Linked DNA regions of Mus musculus: regions 2, 3 and 4 are each linked to region 1. Evidence: chromatin contacts called from public Hi-C and targeted proximity ligation data. All regions are on one chromosome and are shown on one strand. The core of a region is the stretch at or near the end of the contact, and the rest is flanking DNA. Distances in the headings are between cores, read along the strand shown.

The links. A called contact is a pair of places that touch in the nucleus more often than the background predicts.
Region 2: a contact with region 1 is called in a targeted proximity ligation map of pancreatic cancer cells. A contact is called at or near these places in 1 of 39 promoter capture datasets (cranial neural crest) and 3 of 130 datasets of targeted methods (large pre-B cells, pancreatic cancer cells and trophoblast stem cells).
Region 3: a Hi-C map of B cells shows a contact between it and region 1, with 2.8 times the contacts expected there. A contact is called at or near these places in 2 of 39 promoter capture datasets (the 3T3-L1 cell line and the HPC-7 cell line), 4 of 484 Hi-C or Micro-C datasets (B cells, the G1E-ER4 cell line and pro-B cells) and 1 of 130 datasets of targeted methods (pancreatic cancer cells).
Region 4: a contact with region 1 is called in a targeted proximity ligation map of pancreatic cancer cells. A contact is called at or near these places in 2 of 130 datasets of targeted methods (microglia and pancreatic cancer cells).

Annotation. Positions count from the first base shown.
Region 1 is chr19:10,040,254-10,042,839 of GRCm38.p6, reverse strand. Fads3 (fatty acid desaturase 3) reads right to left here and starts at 1,292. Exons shown (of 12, transcript NM_021890.3): 1 at 884-1,292. The coding sequence starts at 1,108.
Region 2 is chr19:9,072,637-9,075,222 of GRCm38.p6, reverse strand. It overlaps a transcript of Ahnak not described here. Among named protein-coding and RNA genes, the nearest start is that of Scgb1a1, 14 kb to the left of the region's middle.
Region 3 is chr19:9,109,130-9,111,715 of GRCm38.p6, reverse strand. No RefSeq gene overlaps it. Among named protein-coding and RNA genes, the nearest start is that of Gm41805, 11 kb to the right of the region's middle.
Region 4 is chr19:10,868,502-10,871,087 of GRCm38.p6, reverse strand. It overlaps Tmem132a (transmembrane protein 132A), which reads left to right and starts at 1,309. Exons shown (of 11, transcript NM_133804.2): 1 at 1,309-1,549. The coding sequence starts at 1,462. It overlaps Tmem109 (transmembrane protein 109), which reads left to right. Exons shown (of 4, transcript NM_134142.1): 4 at 1-428.

The sequences.
Region 1 (2,586 bases), core at 43-2,542:
CAGTCCTGGGACACAGAGAACCTCCTCTGCTGCCACCAAGTTCTTCCACTAGAGAATCATTCCCTCCAGTCTTAAAGACCTTCCGGGTACCCAATGTGACTAACCTACAATTTTGGATAGTCGAGGGCAGAGCACCATGGCCTCAACCTTTGTCCATGGAGTGGGACTGAAGGAGGAAGGGTCTGGGAAATTGCTTCACCACTGGGCTCTAGCCAGATAGTCCTTCAGGCCAGTTCCATCCCTTCTTGTCTAGACACGGACTGAGAATGGGAAGCCAGAGTCCCCAGGGGCTAGTCGGTGACTGGGGTGACTGTGCTTCCCGTGGAGGCCCACCCAGCCTGGCAAAGTCTTCCCACGTGTAGCTGCCAGCCCAGCAGAGGTGAGTCACTGGCCCTCAGAACAGTCTACACAAGTGCTGGATAAGCCACAGACCTCCAGGCCCTGCCCAAGCTCTGCTGCCCAGCCCCCAGTTTCTGATGGCACGTCCCTATCGCTAGGGACCCAGCCCTGCCCCAGGCTCTTGGAAGCACCAGAAAATAGTCTGTGACACTCAGAGCAGAAAAGAAACCCTCAGTACAACAGTGAGGGTACTTACCTGGGGCAGAATCTGCCCCTCACGGCACACCCACCTCTGGGGGCCCATTCTTCCCTGAGATCTATTTATTCCACAGACTGACCCAAACAGCCCATCCTCCGTGAAAGAAAGAGACCTCCTTCCCTCAGGCTCCATCTCAACTCTGGAGCCAGGGAAGGGGTCAAAGGTCAGAAAGAGCAAAAAGGATGCTAAGGTCCGCAGGTGGAATGAGACGCCAAGCCTATGAACAACGTCTCCCTCTCCACCGCTAGTGCCAGGCTCCACCCCGCCGGCTGTGGGTTAGCTTACCGTGGCGTCCTCCGCACCGTGGTGGCCGATGAGGCGGCTACCCCCTGGGTGCCGCTGTGCCCAGCGGCTGATGTCGTAGACACGGCGCTCGATGACCAGCCACTTGTCGCCTGGTAGGTCATGCTGGCGGATCTGCTCCCAGCGGAAGATGGGTAGGGGCGCCCCCAGCGGTGCGGGCCCCTCCCGCGGCCCGGGTCCCCCTCCGGGCTCCCCGACACCGCCCATTGCCGCTGTACACAAGTCCTCCGGACCCCGGTACGTGACCAAGGTCTAAGAGAGACACTGAGGGAGGCGAGGTGGCAATCAGGGGTCTTCCTCCGCCCGCCCCACCGGCCCCGCCCTGCCGCTGCGGCCGCCGTAAGAGCGTGCGCCTGCCCGGCTCTCCGCGCAGGGAACTTTTCCCTCCCTTATAACCGCGCTGACAGCGCTCGCCTCGCCCGCCCCTCGTCCCGGCCCCCGCGCTGGCCAGTCCCGCTCTCGCTCCAATCCAGGCGCGGCGCCTCCACATCTATTGGCTGCCCGGGGAGGGCGGTGTCGCGAAGGGGCTTGCCCCACCCTCGAGGGCCTGGGGCCACCACGCCCGGCACTGCCCCCGGGGCACTGCCCCCCCCCCCCCCCAGTTTCTCGGACTCTCGGCTCAACTGAGAAGGCGGGGGATGGGGACCCAGCGCGCACGGGAGTCCTGCAGGCCGCTGCGCCCAGGCACACCCGCAGGGGCCCGAAATGAGCCCAAGTCTGAGCCCTGAAAGGCTGAGAAATGTAGTTAGGGACGTCACCGGTCTTTAACCAGGCATCCCAGGTAGCTAGAAATGAGGACACTACCTTGGGGTGACTGTCAACAGCCACCAAACAATGGACCTCATCCCCCAGTAAACCCTCAATATCCACGCGAGGAAGCCATCTAAAGCAATCTGCAGGAGCAGATGGCCTCTCCTCCTGGCTGTACGCAGGATTGGGGATGCCCAGGTTGGCCACTGGAGGAGGAGCAGAGGACACTGCTGCGTGGAGGTCTGCCGTTCAGGAGATGAAAGAATGGTCCAGTCTGCAATGGGTGGCTTGCTTGTCACCACCTCCCAGTTCTCCCCATTCATGGTGTCACATTTTTGACTTATTAAATTCAAATCCTCTTGAGAGTGTAACTACGTTCCCAATTGTACGATGTTTCTTTGAGACAGACATCAGTTCCTTAAAAGTTAAAAGCTTTCACAACTGGCAAACTTGAAGGTCCATCAGAATTTCCTTGAGGGCTAGTTAAAACAGACTCCCGCACACCACCCTAGTGTGACTCAGGGCAGAAAGGTGAGGCAGACCTGTTTGTTGGGAGCAAATCTTTTCAGAACCTTAAAGTGTATTTTTTCCAATGTGCAAACATTTCCTCTTGGTCTACCTAAGGATTTGTAGGTGACCTGACCTCTAAGGCACCCCTGTGGATAACAAAACCAACCTGTGTTTCTTGCCTACAAAAAACCAGTATATGCATGTAACCTTCACATATCCCCTCATACACTTTAAGTCAGCTCTGAATTCTTAATAATGTCTAATGTGATGTAAATGCTCTATAAATAATTGTTCACTGCATTGTTTAGGGAACAATAAGACTAAAAAAGGCTGAAAGCATTCACTCCAGATGCAACTATTACAGGCCTAAATACACAGGACAAGGAGGAAAGCAGAGGCGAGCAATACTCTAAAGAATGTTGGTT
Region 2 (2,586 bases), core at 48-2,547, 970 kb after region 1:
TAGAGGGCCAAAGACAAGCACAGCTAAGCAGTTCCTGTCAAGTTGTGAGCCCGCCCACCAAGAACCCATCTTTATTTGGGTTTTAGTCTCTTCCTGACAAGCTGTTAGGACTGAGTGAAATCTCTTTCTGGAAGACAAGCTCCGGCTCTGGCTGGTGGAACCTTTTCCTCTGCCCATCTAGAGAATTCCAGGAAATTCCCATTTCTTTGGAGCCCACTATTTCAGTAGTTTGAGAGTTAGATTGAGTGATACCTTAGAACAGCTTCATTTCTGCCAGGCCAGTTACAACTACAGGAGAATGAAGCAGAACAGTTCACCCCGTGGCCAGGAAGCAGAGAAAGAGGTAGTAGCTGAGGTCCCCCGATCTTTTCAAAGGGCACACCCCTAATAACCTCCCAATGGCACCCTGGGGAACAAGCCTTAAACACGTAAACCTTGTCTCAGGGAGCATTCAGCATCCAAACTGTAGCACTTCTCAGCGCTGGTTTATACTGAGGTCAGCAGCTTAAAATCTATTCACCCAAGCTGTAAGCACATTGCCGACACATCCATCCTGTGCCAGCAGCTCCTAGTCTCTCCCTTTTAAACACTGGCCACACATCCATCTTCTTCCTCTTTCATTCTTGTTCTTTCACTGCCATTTATCCACTACCTATAGAGCATTTACACACCCGTCTTTCAAGTCCTTCCACCTCCTCTGTCTCTCCTTCTCTAAACAGTGTCTTTCAACCTCAATGCCACTGAGTTCCTGGGCTGGATCACTCTCTGTTGGGCTAGATCACTCTGTTTTGAGCTAGAGCTATAGATAGAACGTACATACATTCTCCCTCCTCTTCTGTCAATCAAAAGGCCTGCGGGGAAAGTGAGGAAGTGTCTAGGAAGCAGGATCATCACTTTTTCAAACGTAAAGGGGCCTGAGATACGATCTAATACAACCCCCTCATTTTGCAGATGAGGAGACATCCTGGGAGGGGGAGGAAGAGGATGTGTCAGGGCCAAAAATGTGGGTGAACAACAGCCAGGCTAAACAGGAAGACGAAATTCCAGGCCTTGCAGCAGGATTTCCAGGCCCTTGCGGGAGGGGGGGGGGCAGGGATTGCTTTCCACAGCTTCTCTCTCTCTCCAAAACTTTCTCCCATTCCAGAAACCAGAGCGAGCAAGATCTGACAAGCCCCCAGCCCAAGAGTGCCAATGTCCATGCCTGCATCTCGGTGCCTGAGCTTCTTTTAGTGGACAAAGATGACCGCCGATCGCATCCAGAATATCTCATGATGACTCATACTGTGGTCACATCTCAGTGCAACCCTGTAATCATGACTAAAAGGATAGCCATGCCCTCTGACCACACCTGTCCCCACTGAAGACAATAGAGAACAAGAGATCCGGGAGGCAGCCTGGAATCAATGCCTGCACTGGCCTTTTCTCCACTAAGGGTTACAAGCCTGCCAGGGAAGCACGATACCACCTGAGTTACAGCTCCAGCTAAAAATCACTTTTAATTAAACTTAAAGGTTTTAAAAGTTAATCAGGAAAGTTGGGCATGGCAGGGCATACTGGTAACCATAGTACTTGGGAGGCCAAAGCAGGATGGTCACAGGTTCTGTACCAGCCTGGGATGCGTACTAAACAAATGGGCTGGCAAGATGGCCCAGCAGGTAAGGGCACTTGCCACCAAGCTTGACAACCTGTCATTGATCTTCAGAACTGACAAATGTAGGAGAGAAGTGAGTCCCAAAAGTTTTCCTCTAACTTCCACATGAGGGCAGTGACACATGAACACACACATACATGTATACATGAACAAATAAACAGAATAAATAATAAATAAATAAATAAATAAATAAATAAATAAATAAATAAATCTTCAATATAAACACCAGATAATATGAAACAAATGGTAAGAATATCACACTTCAGTGATATACATGTCAAAAATCCTGCTCACCTTCCCACGTCTATTATTATTATTATTATTTTCCCCCTTCCCTTCTCCATCTTGCTCCAGCCTCTCCCTCCCACCCCCTGCTCGCTCTGGCCCTGCTCACTCTAGCCCATAAGTTTTGTTTGTTTGTTTGTTTCTCATTATGGATGGTTGTGAGCCACCATGTGATTGCTGGGATTTGAACTCATGACCTCTGGAAGAGTTGTCAGTGCTCTTAACCGCTGAGCCATCTCACCAGCCCTCTTTTACTATTTTATCTAATTTTTTGAGACATGGCCTTGTGCTAGGGAAATGGCTCAGCCATTAAAGTCTAGGCTCACAACCAAAAATATAAGAGACATGGTCTTACTGGGTAGCCTCAAGTATCCTTAGAATTCACTATATAACACTATCTAACATTGAATTCATGAATGAGCCTTCTGCTTAAGCCTCCTGTATAACATAAGCTATACATCTAAATATTGTCACATTGTCATATCTTTTACTTTAAAAAAATGTGTGTGTGTGTGTGTGTGTAAGCTAGAAGAATACACTGGCCAGGCAGTGGTGGCGCACACCTTTAATCCCAGCACTTGGGAGGCAGAGGCAGGCAGATTTCTGAGTTCAAGGCCAGCCTGGTCTACAGAATGAGTTCCCAGACAGCC
Region 3 (2,586 bases), core at 61-2,560, 930 kb after region 1:
ACTGAGCTTGAAGCTGCCTCTCCTCACTTCCCAGAGGATCCTGGGAACATTAGCTTTGGAGAATTTCTCATCTATGAAAACCCTCTAGAACTCTGAAGATTAAATGAAAGTGAAGAAAAACTTAGGGTATCATAAGGATCCTCTGGACAAATTCAAAAATGATAACCAGTCCCCAGTGTGAGAACAATTATGCATTTAGAAACTTGAAAGCCTCGTATGCCGCAGCTGCTGATTCTCGGAAAGCATATTGTTAAGAGGTGTGTTTGTTTGTTTGTTTGCTTGCTTGCTTGCTTGCTTGCTTGCTTGCTTGCTTGCTAGCGCTGCCCCAGTAAGATGCTTCAGGCTGGGTGACTTAATTTTCAGAAATATGTTCTCTCAGTTCTAGACACTGGAAATCCAACATCAACAAATGGGGGTTTTGCTTGTTTCTGGTTCTTTGACTGGTTTGTTGGTTGGTTGGTTGGTTGGTTGGTTGGTTGGTTGGTTGGTTGGTGGGGGCTTTGGAGAATATTGTTGCTTTGTTAGGGTTTTTGTTTTTTGTTTTGTTTTGTTTGTAATGGAATCTTTCTGTATAGCACAATCTGACCTTTAACTTCTCAATCCTTCAGCCTCAGCCTCCTAAGTGCTGAGATTGTAGGCCTATAGACATGCACCATCCTGCCTGGTGAGAGGTTTTTAGAACACAAAGAGCCCTCCTCTTGTACTCACATGAATTTGGATTTCCCCAGCCCCACGGCATCCTTATTTTAAGTTCATTCCTCCTTTGGTGATCCTGTCCCCAAATGTAGTCATATTCTGAGTTACTGAGGAAGAGGCTTGAGATCTGCCCTGTGAACCAGAGAAGGTAAGAGTAGACGAAGCAGCAGCCATGGTAGGGCTGAAGAGAGAAGAGACCCTTTGGAGAAAATAACAGTCCCTAGATATTCGGAGGGAAAGGGGATGGGAGCAGAGAAGCAAGTGGAAGGTCTTATCTTGAAGTTGTCCATTTTACCATGCACAAGAGAGGTAGCCCTGGTTAGCAGACCTGTAGGTACTCTGCTCTGACTTCTTGGACTGAGCAGCGTGGTCCTGGGGTACCTGATGGTCCACCCCTTTGTAAAATCCCAGTGTGTGTTTTCTAGTGAAATCCATAAGTATTTCACTAGAAATGGAAGACCACCATTGAGACCACAAATAGTTCTCGTTATTATCTCATGTGTTACTAACTAGCAAATAACTGTCCAAGAAAAAATGACCACCAGTTGTATGAGCACCTCTACACCACAAGAGGGCAGCAAACTACAATATATAGGCAGCTTATAGGCACCCAAGAGGAGTCTGGCCTATACAGCATCTGAAACTGACAGGGTTCCTCATCACAACCCTCCTTTCCACCCAACACTACAATTTATTTTAAAGCAGAGCTGTACAATACCCAGGCCTGCTACTGGTCATCAGGGTTCAAGGGTCAAACTGTCCTGGCCCCTGCCTTTAGTCATATCTTTCAGCTACAAAGACAGGTAAATTGCCATTTGGTCACTACAAGCCAAAATGGTAGGATAATTAGAACCAAAAGACGAGAACCTAGGCAACTGTACAACAAGAGACATGGAAGCCAGCCCTCTCCCAGGTAAGAGAGGGCCTCTACCTTGTAGCTGCTGCTCAGAAAATGGTTTAATTTGTGTTTTCAAATAAGCTCTCTGCACTTGGGAGGCAGAGGCAGGTGAATTTCTGGGTTCAAGGCCAGCCTGGTCTACAGAGTGAGTTCCAGGACAGCCAGGACTGCACAGAGAAACCCTGTCTCGGGAAAACAAAAAACAAAACAAAACAAAACAAAAAATAAATAAATAAATAAATAAATAAACTCTCTGACTTGCTCCTTGTCACAGCGGGGAAAGTGGGGTATGCATCCCTGTCATCAGAGATGGAGGGTGAGGGAGGCTGGATGGGGTTACCCCTCCCAGACCTCCCGTCTGTCAACATTGCACAAAATCCTCACAGTGTTTAGATTCTGTAGCTATTCTGGGGCAACAGGGAGCTACCCCCACAAACCACAGGTGTCCTGCTCCCTGAGAGGAGTGAGGGCCAGCAGAAATCAGAGGCAACCCAGGTCAGGAATGGAGCAGGGAGGATGTTTGGGCCATCAACAGGACTGGGACAGGTGGGTGTGGTTTATGGGTGTCATTTGTGTGACTCCTTCCACAGCTTAAATGCCACATTCAGACATCCAGGGAGAGTTGAGCCATAGTGAGTTCTGTGTCCCAAGGAGTCAGAAATGTGAAAAGAAAACTCAGGCATCCAGACCTTTGGCAGGGGTGGGAGTGTGGAGCTAAAGAGAGTCCCTCGGGGCATGTTAAATGTGTTTATGTCAACTTCCCCATTCACAAGTCCTGTGGCCCCCAGCCAGATGTCATCCAGATCTAGGGGCAGCCCAAAAGCATTCTGGGTCAGAGGTTGGGAAAACCAACATATCCTAATAACTTTATCCTTCAAATTCTGCTTTTCATCAACCCAATATTAAAATGAAATTGGGTTTTCAGAACCAAAGCTCCTGACTTCTGTACAGAGTCTAGAAAGTAACATGATTAGATTGATAAATAAAACAAG
Region 4 (2,586 bases), core at 60-2,559, 830 kb before region 1:
GCTGGGATTGTCGAATCTCCCTTGAGGGTTTCAGGGACCTTGAAAAGGGCAGGAGGACCTGCTGTCTTGCAGTTTTACCCCTGTCCACTCTCTGCCATCCAGAAGCAAGCGTTGGTCAGTGTTGTGTCCCAGTAGCTGGGAAGGGCACGGCTTTGCCCTGATCTGTTCTGCAGGGCTAGGAGTGAGCCTGCCACTAACCCCTCTCCACCACTTGCTCACTCTTGGCCTTGGCCTTGGCCTTTAGGTCCCTGGTGGAGGGAGATGACCCATGCCAGGTCCAGCACAAGATGTGAAGATTAAATGCCTATTCTTACTGAAGGTTTGATGTGGAATCATGGCTGCAGTGATATGTTTTTATCAGCGCTTGGTGGTTTTAAAGTGCATGCTATTTTATTATCTTCTTCTGAATAAAATGTATTTACTCAAAAGTCTCTGCTGACAAACTCTCTTCCTTCTGGACTTCTAGCAGAAATCTGTTGGGAGGAAGGGAGGGCTCAGGAAGGCAGGATGTACCTGGTACCTTTCCCCCTAGGACTCTGGAGGGAGGCATGCACTCTCTTGGAAAGCTTGCAGATCTGGCAGCTCTGTTGGGACTGAAGTTGCCCCTTCCTGCAGGGTGCTTATATTGCTAGCTTGGGGAACCTGGAAAAACTGGCTTCCCTCCCAGACTCAGGAATTTACTGAATAAGGTTCTCAATGTGGCTCCAGGTGGTTCTGCTCTTTTGTGTAAGGCCCGGGCACGTTTCTGTTTCTTTTTCCTCTTTAAGTTGCCATGGAGATGCCAAATCTGGACCTCTCCCAACACTACCTGAGGGCAAGGCTAGGTGGCACTGGGAGTCAGGACTCCCTCAGAAGGGTTGACCAGCCTACACCCTTCATCCTTAGGGACTCTTTCTGGGATAGGTTTGGGCATGAGACAAGCTGCCTCCACGGATGGCCTAAGGTGGTCTGGCCTGGTTTGGCCTCTCCTTTTCTGCCCCAGCAGCTCTGTTCTCTTATGTCCCTGAATTCTAGATGCCTTCACAGGTGAGATGCCTGTGGGGAGGGTATGAGGCAGAGGAAACGGGTTTTGTTTGTTTTTCTCCTTGATCATCGGCTTCCACGAGGAATCCCAGAACGCACCTTGTGCTTCCTGGCAGAGGACATCAATCTGCTTAGTCTCCAGGGACGCTGCCTTATTCCAATCCTAGGCACCCTAGGCACGGGGCCACGCTCTGGGTTTTGGGATCCGCAGGGCACTAGGACCCGGCGGGGCGAAGGGGACAGCCCATGTGCCTGCGTTCCCTCCCACCCCACTGCTCCTGCTCCATTGTCTGGGAACTGCAGCCGCGGGCCGGCGGCGCAGGGAACTAGCTGGCCACAGCGGCTGGCGCGGAGCGGGCGCGGGAGATGTGGGGACAGATTGCAGCCACCTGAGCCGCGCGCCGGTTACCCTCCTTTGGTGGGAAGGAGTGCGCCTCGATGACTGAACGCAAGGCTGCGGCCCCTCGGGGGCCCTACGGTGCCTGGTTCTGCCTCCTGGTGGCTCTCGCCCTGGAAGTCGTGAGAGGTCAGAGGGAAGGGAGGGGTGGGGAGGGGCGACCTGGCCCTGTCCGTCCGAGGCCACGCGCCATTGATGCCCCCAAGCCACTGGACTCTAGAACTAAACCTAGAGCGATGCCCTGGAGAGGTCTAACCTTGGGAAACCGGTTCCCAGCCAACAGCCCTTTGGCTTTCTTCTCTGTGCACCACCTAGATGCTCCTAAAGTCTTTTCACTCCCATCTTCACTAGCCCGGTCCCAACTCCTCTGCGAGCCCCTCTCCAGCCGCGACATCTAACCCGGCTGCCCTGCTTCCCCGTGCACCACCTCTTCCTAACCTGCAGTTCTAGTCCCCAGAAACCCGCTGGTTAGTCACAGGAATGCAAAACAGGCTCTTTGCCTGAGACCCGAGAGATATGCCTCTGCCCCCCCCCCTCTCTCCCTTTCCCCCTCTCTCTCTCCCCCTCTCTCTCCCTGTTCCAAGGAGATCTCCAACATTGGAGTCTTCTGGGAGAGTCCCAGCCTTGCCTTTCCGAGCCCTTGTGGGTGCACCCATCACTGAGTACGAAAGGGGCAGCAGCTACCGCGTGCCTGCCATAAGCTGGGGCTGAAAGGTGGAAGATGTTATGGGAATTGGGAGATGGCGAAGTAGTCTCTACCTTTCTGCCCCCATCAAGAGGGCTGGATTCTCCGTGATGGGAGACCATGGAAGTCCGTGGGAGTCAGGCTACTGAGCATCTTGTAATTATGGAAACATTGAATTAGAAGGTGGACCGGAGCCACCCTAAGGACCAACAACAGTCACTCACTTGTTACCCTTAGGGATACTGGTGCGCGGGCGCGCGCGCGGGGGGGGGGCACTCTAGAGAAAAGCCCCGCCGTCCCAGCTCAGCTGTGGGGCTGAGAGAGCTGGTTCTGGAACTTCTTTTAGGTACCTGCTCCAAACCCTGCAGAACCAGTGGGGGTCCTAATAACCCCTCCACAGTGAGGGAAGGAAAGCTTTTTCATTTGGCTCACTAACAATCTCACTTCCAGTATGATCTACACCAAGCTTCCAAAACCCTCC